2 separate regions of the Sus scrofa genome follow, and region 2 is linked to region 1. A link is a contact called in public HiChIP or PLAC-seq data. All regions are on one chromosome and are shown on one strand. The core of a region is the stretch at or near the end of the contact, and the rest is flanking DNA. Distances in the headings are between cores, read along the strand shown. Region 1 holds the start of HNRNPUL1 (heterogeneous nuclear ribonucleoprotein U-like protein 1). Region 2 holds the start of EXOSC5 (exosome component 5).

The links. HiChIP or PLAC-seq counts read pairs in DNA pulled down with a chosen protein or histone mark.
Region 2: an H3K27ac HiChIP or PLAC-seq map of alveolar macrophages shows a contact between it and region 1. The contact joins the promoter of EXOSC5 here to the promoter of HNRNPUL1 in region 1. A contact is called at or near these places in 1 of 5 promoter capture datasets (liver), 8 of 47 Hi-C or Micro-C datasets (alveolar macrophages, blood, embryonic fibroblasts and 5 more) and 1 of 2 datasets of contacts at active chromatin or transcription factors (alveolar macrophages).

What each region holds. Positions count from the first base shown.
Region 1 is chr6:49,278,870-49,281,569 of Sscrofa11.1, reverse strand. It overlaps HNRNPUL1 (heterogeneous nuclear ribonucleoprotein U-like protein 1), which reads right to left and starts at 1,274. Exons shown (of 17, transcript XM_021094416.1): 1 at 974-1,274. The coding sequence starts at 1,274.
Region 2 is chr6:49,380,331-49,383,030 of Sscrofa11.1, reverse strand. It overlaps EXOSC5 (exosome component 5), which reads left to right and starts at 1,284. Exons shown (of 6, transcript NM_001244661.1): 1 at 1,284-1,475. The coding sequence starts at 1,328. It overlaps BCKDHA (branched chain keto acid dehydrogenase E1, alpha polypeptide), which reads right to left and starts at 821. Exons shown (of 9, transcript NM_001123083.1): 1 at 714-821. The coding sequence starts at 821.

The sequences.
Region 1 (2,700 bases), core at 25-2,524:
ACTCCATCCACTTCAAAACTTCACCAATTTGTTATCTTCTGCACCCCACCCCCAGCTACACTTGTTCTCCAAACGACAGATACTGTTAATCTAAAACCATTCAGCAGTAGCCACTGCATTATCTGTCCTCAGAGCCTTTCCAGCTCTAGACCTCCTGGTTCCTCACCCAGGGAGGCATCCTTCTCTCTGCCACCAGCCTCTGTACACCAAGGTTCCATATACCGCCTCTGGAAGTCAATCAGAAAGTCCCCAAATTGCCAGAACCAAATGCCCAGGTTGTCCCTGCCTACGGGTTGGCCTTCTAGTCCTGCATCTGAGTCCCTCACAGTACAATCGCATGGTGGTCTCCCACATCCCCTAAATGCTCCCAGGCCAAACACCAGAACATACAGTCTATTGGACCTTCCCCGGCCAGACGCCAGCACCCATCTTACATACAACCCACACTAATACCAAATATAAGAAGTCCCTGTGCCCCCCATTCAGGAGCAAACTCCAGGATCCTCCATCCTCAAAACTCTCCAGCCCAGAAAACAAAGCTCTCAACGCCTAGCTCATAGCCTGGGCTCGCACAGCTCCCAAGCTCTAAGATCATCATTTCCAAGACTCTCCTCAGCCCCCCAAATAGAAAACCTCTTGTTCTTCCGATTGTCTTCGGGTCCAGAAACCACAGCTTCCGGTTTCCGAGTCCTAGGCTGCGGAACCCTTTACAACCCCCCCCCCCGCCGACCTTCCTCATCTCCGAAACCGAGGACCCCCGCCCCCCATTCCAGGATCTCCCCTGCACCGAATGCCAGGATTCGCCCTCCGGTCGTCCCGCGGGCCTTGTCCCCAAATCCTTTTCAGCGACGGGCAGAGGCATCCCCCGATCCTTAGATCGTCTCCCCGACCTCAGGCGCCGGACTCCCGCGTCCCACAGCCCTTCCTCGGCCCGGACTCCGGGCTCCCCGGCCCCCGCCCCGCGCACTCTCACAATGTCCGTCCGGCCCCGAGTAGCCGCCGGGCTCCGGGTGCGGCTGCAGCTGCAGCCCGGGCGGCGGTGGCTGCGCGGTCCCCTCCAGCTCGGAGCCCCCCTCGGTCTCGACCTCCTCGCTGTTGTGCCCAGGTCGCCCCGGTTCGTCGTCGGCCTCGAGCTCCCGCTCGTCGTCGGGCTCCTCGGCCTCCAGCGCCGCCTGCAGCCGCTCAGCAAGCTCGGCCTTGAGGCCACGAGTGTCCAGGCCGCGGCGCTGCAGTTCCTCGCGAAGTTCGTTCACCTTCAGACGGCGCACATCCATGGCCCGGGCCCCCGGGGCGGCCCCCGAGCCCGGCCCGGCCTCCCAGGGCTCTGTCCCCCTTAAACCTTTCCTGTCAGGAGGCGAAGGGGGAAAGGGGGGGGCCCCCACTCCAATGGCGGCGGCGGCTCAAAATGGCCGCCGCCGCCACCTCCCCCTCCTCCGTGGCCCCGTGCGATGCAACACGGGTGCCAATTGGCCACCGCATGGGAGCAACGGGCGCGGGCCCAGAGACTCGACCAATCAGAGCGTGTCTTTCAAAAGAACGGCACTGAAAGGGCTTGGGAGCTACCGGGGAGGAAGCGTTGGCCTACGTCGATGCCGAAGCCGGAGCGGGAGGGCGGGAAAAGGTGAGAGGCGGAGCGCGCGGTGATTGGGTAGCGTTCGCGCGCCCGCTCCAGTAGGGTCAAATGAGGGAAAGGGAGTAAAGACCTGGACCCATCAGCAGTGAGATCTCAGAATGAGGTCCCCACGGCCTTTCCTGCGCGGTCCTTTCATCAAACTAGTGTCTCTGTAACACATATCTTGATTGGTCTAAATCTCCCGCCCCTGGAGGCGTCCAAGCGGGTAAAACCACTAGGACCAATCAAATGGAGGGTCCGCAAACCACTCCTCCCCGCCCCCTTTCAAGATTGCCTTTAGGAAACCGGAAAGAGATGAATTCACGAAGGACCTTCCCCTTGCCGTTAGGGCGGTTTCAAAACAATCTGTCCACCAATCGTAGTTCCTGTCTTATCTCGGTAAAGCTAGTACAGTTGCACCGTTTTAGGAAAACCTAGCCAGATTGGCTATTCTGGTTACGGACCGCCTTACAAACTTCGCCGTAGAGGGAAGTATACTAAACAGAGATTTAGGTACACAAATTGTTCTTAGTCTGGAAGAAACTCAGTTGCTTTTATGAAAAGCAGCTCTTTGGCTTCAGAGAGTCCTGAAGGTTTGAAAGCAGAGACAAACAACGGGGAAAAAGTTGTGAAAGAAATCTCACTCTCTCCCCTTTGATAGATCATCTCACGGGGCCCCTCTTTCCATTATCATAGCTGCGCTGACGTCTTTCTCTCCGGTTGCTATCTTACGTGGAATGGGCGCTCTGTACGCGGTCATTCCCTTTCCATGCGGAAGGGCTTCCAAAAGCTCAGGGGTCTCTACCCCAAATCATCTATGCTGATTTGCTAGTTTGGCGTCTGTATTGACAAGCTCAATACACAGATTAAGCCTCGCGCTACTAAACGCCGTAGTTTCATTATGTTTAACCCTGCACCACCTGTCGCCTCTAACTCAAAAAAACAAGCCTTCTGTAAGGTACATTATCAATATGCACAATGCAAATGCCCGCTGCTCACTGGGCTATACCTAAAGCCTACAAAAGCCACACACACCCTCTACGTAGACAAAGGCGCACACACAATACAGATAAACAAATGGTGTGTGT
Region 2 (2,700 bases), core at 35-2,534, 100 kb before region 1:
GGTCAACAGCCAGGTACTGCATCAGGGGACCCAGGATCAAACGACTTTTTTACACGATTCATTTTAAAATCAGAGCAGGAGTTCCTGTTGTGGTTCAGTGGGTTAGGAACCGGTCATAGTGTCCATGAGGATGCAGGTTCCACTCCTGGCCCCGCTCACTGGGTTAAGAATCTGGCGTTGGCCCCCAGCTGCGGTTCCCATTCCACCCCTAGCCTGGGAACTTCCATATGCTGCAGATGCCCCAATAAAAAGTAAAAAAACAAACTAAAAAAAACCAGAGTTGAAGCAAAAAGGCACTATAAAAGCCTGTGCTGGGGTATCTGCTCTCTCTTCTCTTCTTGGAAGGGGGAGTCTTTCCCAAGAAGAAAATCTTTCCTTTGTAAACGCAATTTCACTCTCCAACCCCTGAGGAGAAAGGTCACACTTTCCCCCCATGTCCTCCAAGAGGCCTCCCCGGGGCATTGGTGGCAACTAATAAGAAACGCCCTCCCTCACTTTCTCCACGTTGTCTTCCTCCCTGAGGGTCCACAAAGAAGCTGTCCCGCTTTGCCTCTCCTAAGGAAGTGAAACTTCTTCCCTTGAGGGTCCGCTACAAGATGTTTCTGCAGCCCTTCTCCCTTCAACCGCCCTCCATGTACTCCCTACAGGGACGCCACACTCTGAAGAAGGAGTTAACATTTCTATACCTTCTCGGGTACCTCCCCAGTACTCACAGATCTAGCCAGACCCCGAGCCCCAAGCCGCCGCAGAAGCAGGAGGCCAGCCTGGCCCAAGCCTTGACTGCGCTCCCAAACCCTCGCCACAGCCACCGCCAACGCCATCTTGACCATTAATACCTCAGAGTAGCGTCCCCCTCCTTGGCGAGACTGGGGCTGCCCCTTCAGGAGCCTGACTCAAATACCAGGATCGCTCTGCCAAGAAACCACCTGCTACTAATCCTGCGGTCTTTAGGACACATATATAGGTGGGTAAAATAATCCAGATTTCCCCAAATTACTCCGATCGCTTCACCGGAGTTATTCCTCTTAACAGGCAAAGCAGAGGGCAACTGAGCTCGGCTTCAGGGTTTCAGGGCCCCGGGGCCTCGGGTAGGACGAGCTCATGCCAAGGCCCGCCCTCTCTTCCCTTCTGTCCAATGGCTTTCCTGGACTCTCTAGGCGGGAGTAGGAGGGACCAGATTGTTAGTAAACGCAGAGACACGTGCGGGCGCGGATCCCGGAGGGCCCCGCACCCAAGTTGGCGCTTGCTCATTGGGTACGCAGTCTGTACGCAAGCGCGCGCTTCTGGGCGGAAGCGACAGTCCCTGCTGCACGTGGGCTCCCCGGCGATGGAGGAGTCGATGCAGACTGAAACCAAGGTACGCCCCGAGTCTGGAGCAGAGTCTGGCCCTCGGAGCCCCAGCTGTACTCTCCGGCACTTTGCCTGCGAACAAAACTTGTTGTCCCGGCCCGATGGCTCTGCCTCTTTCCTGCAAGGTAAGAATTTACCCACGTCGTATTTGTTCTCGTGGGCGGGTACAGTGTATTGTGTTAGCTGGTAAATATCTTCTTGGACTGATGCAGTTCTTGCCGGAGTGAATGGTACTGCATATGCCAGTAGACAAATAGAAGGGTGAAGATACCTCCACTCTGGTAAATATGCCTCAGGATGAGAGAGGGGCAGACCTTCTCTTAAGAACGAATACTCCAGGGACTTCCCTTCGTGGCTCAGCAGTTAAGGAACCCGACTAGGATCCATGAGGATGAGGGTTCGATCCCTGGCCTCCCTTAGCGGGTTAAGGATCCGGCGTTGCTGTGAGCTGTGGTGTAGGTCGCAGACACAGCTCGGATCTGGGGTTTCTGTGGTTGTGGTGTAGGCTGGCAGTTGTAGCTCTGATTAGATCCCTAGCCTGGGAACTTCCATGTGAGGCCTGAGAGAGCAAAAAAAAAAAAAAAAAAAAAAAAGAACGAATACTCCAGAATAGGGGAAATCTCACCGTGTAAAAAAAGTCCTCCTTGACTAGGTTCCTCCCACACATGCACTCTGGATTCATCTATCCCTGGTTGAGGCAAACCTGTTCTTTTGCGTAAATACCTCGTAGACTGGCAAATCACCACTACTGATTTTTTTTTGTTTGTTTTTCTTTTTTCTTTTTTTTGCTTTTTAGGACCGCACTTGCAACATATGGAGGTTCCCAGGCTAGGGGTTCAAATGAAGCTGTAGCTGCTGGCCTACATCGCAGCCACAGCAATGCGAGATCTGAGCTGCATCTGCGGCCTACACCACAGCTCACGGCAACCCCAGATCCTTAACCCACCGAGCGGGGCCAGGGATTGAACCCATAGCCTCATGGATACTAGTTGGGTTCTTACCCGCTGAGCCAAAATGGGAATTTCGTTGTTTTATATATACGGAGTTGCCAGGCTGGGGATCACATCCAAGCCCCAACTGTGTCCTTCCTATGCCCTTAGAGTGGCAACGCTGGGCCAGGGTTCCTGCCAATTCCTTTGTGCCACAGCGGGAATTCCTGAACACATGTGTTTTTGCTAAGTACTGTTCTAAGCACTGAGAAATCATAGCTAAAAAGGTTTTTTGTGTTTTTTTAATTTCTTTTTTTATATTTTTTTCTGTTTTATATAAGTTTTTAAATTCCTGCCCTAGAAGAGTTTCCATTTCCATCAGAGAAACAAGTGATAACTAAGTAAAACTTAGTAAAAGGCT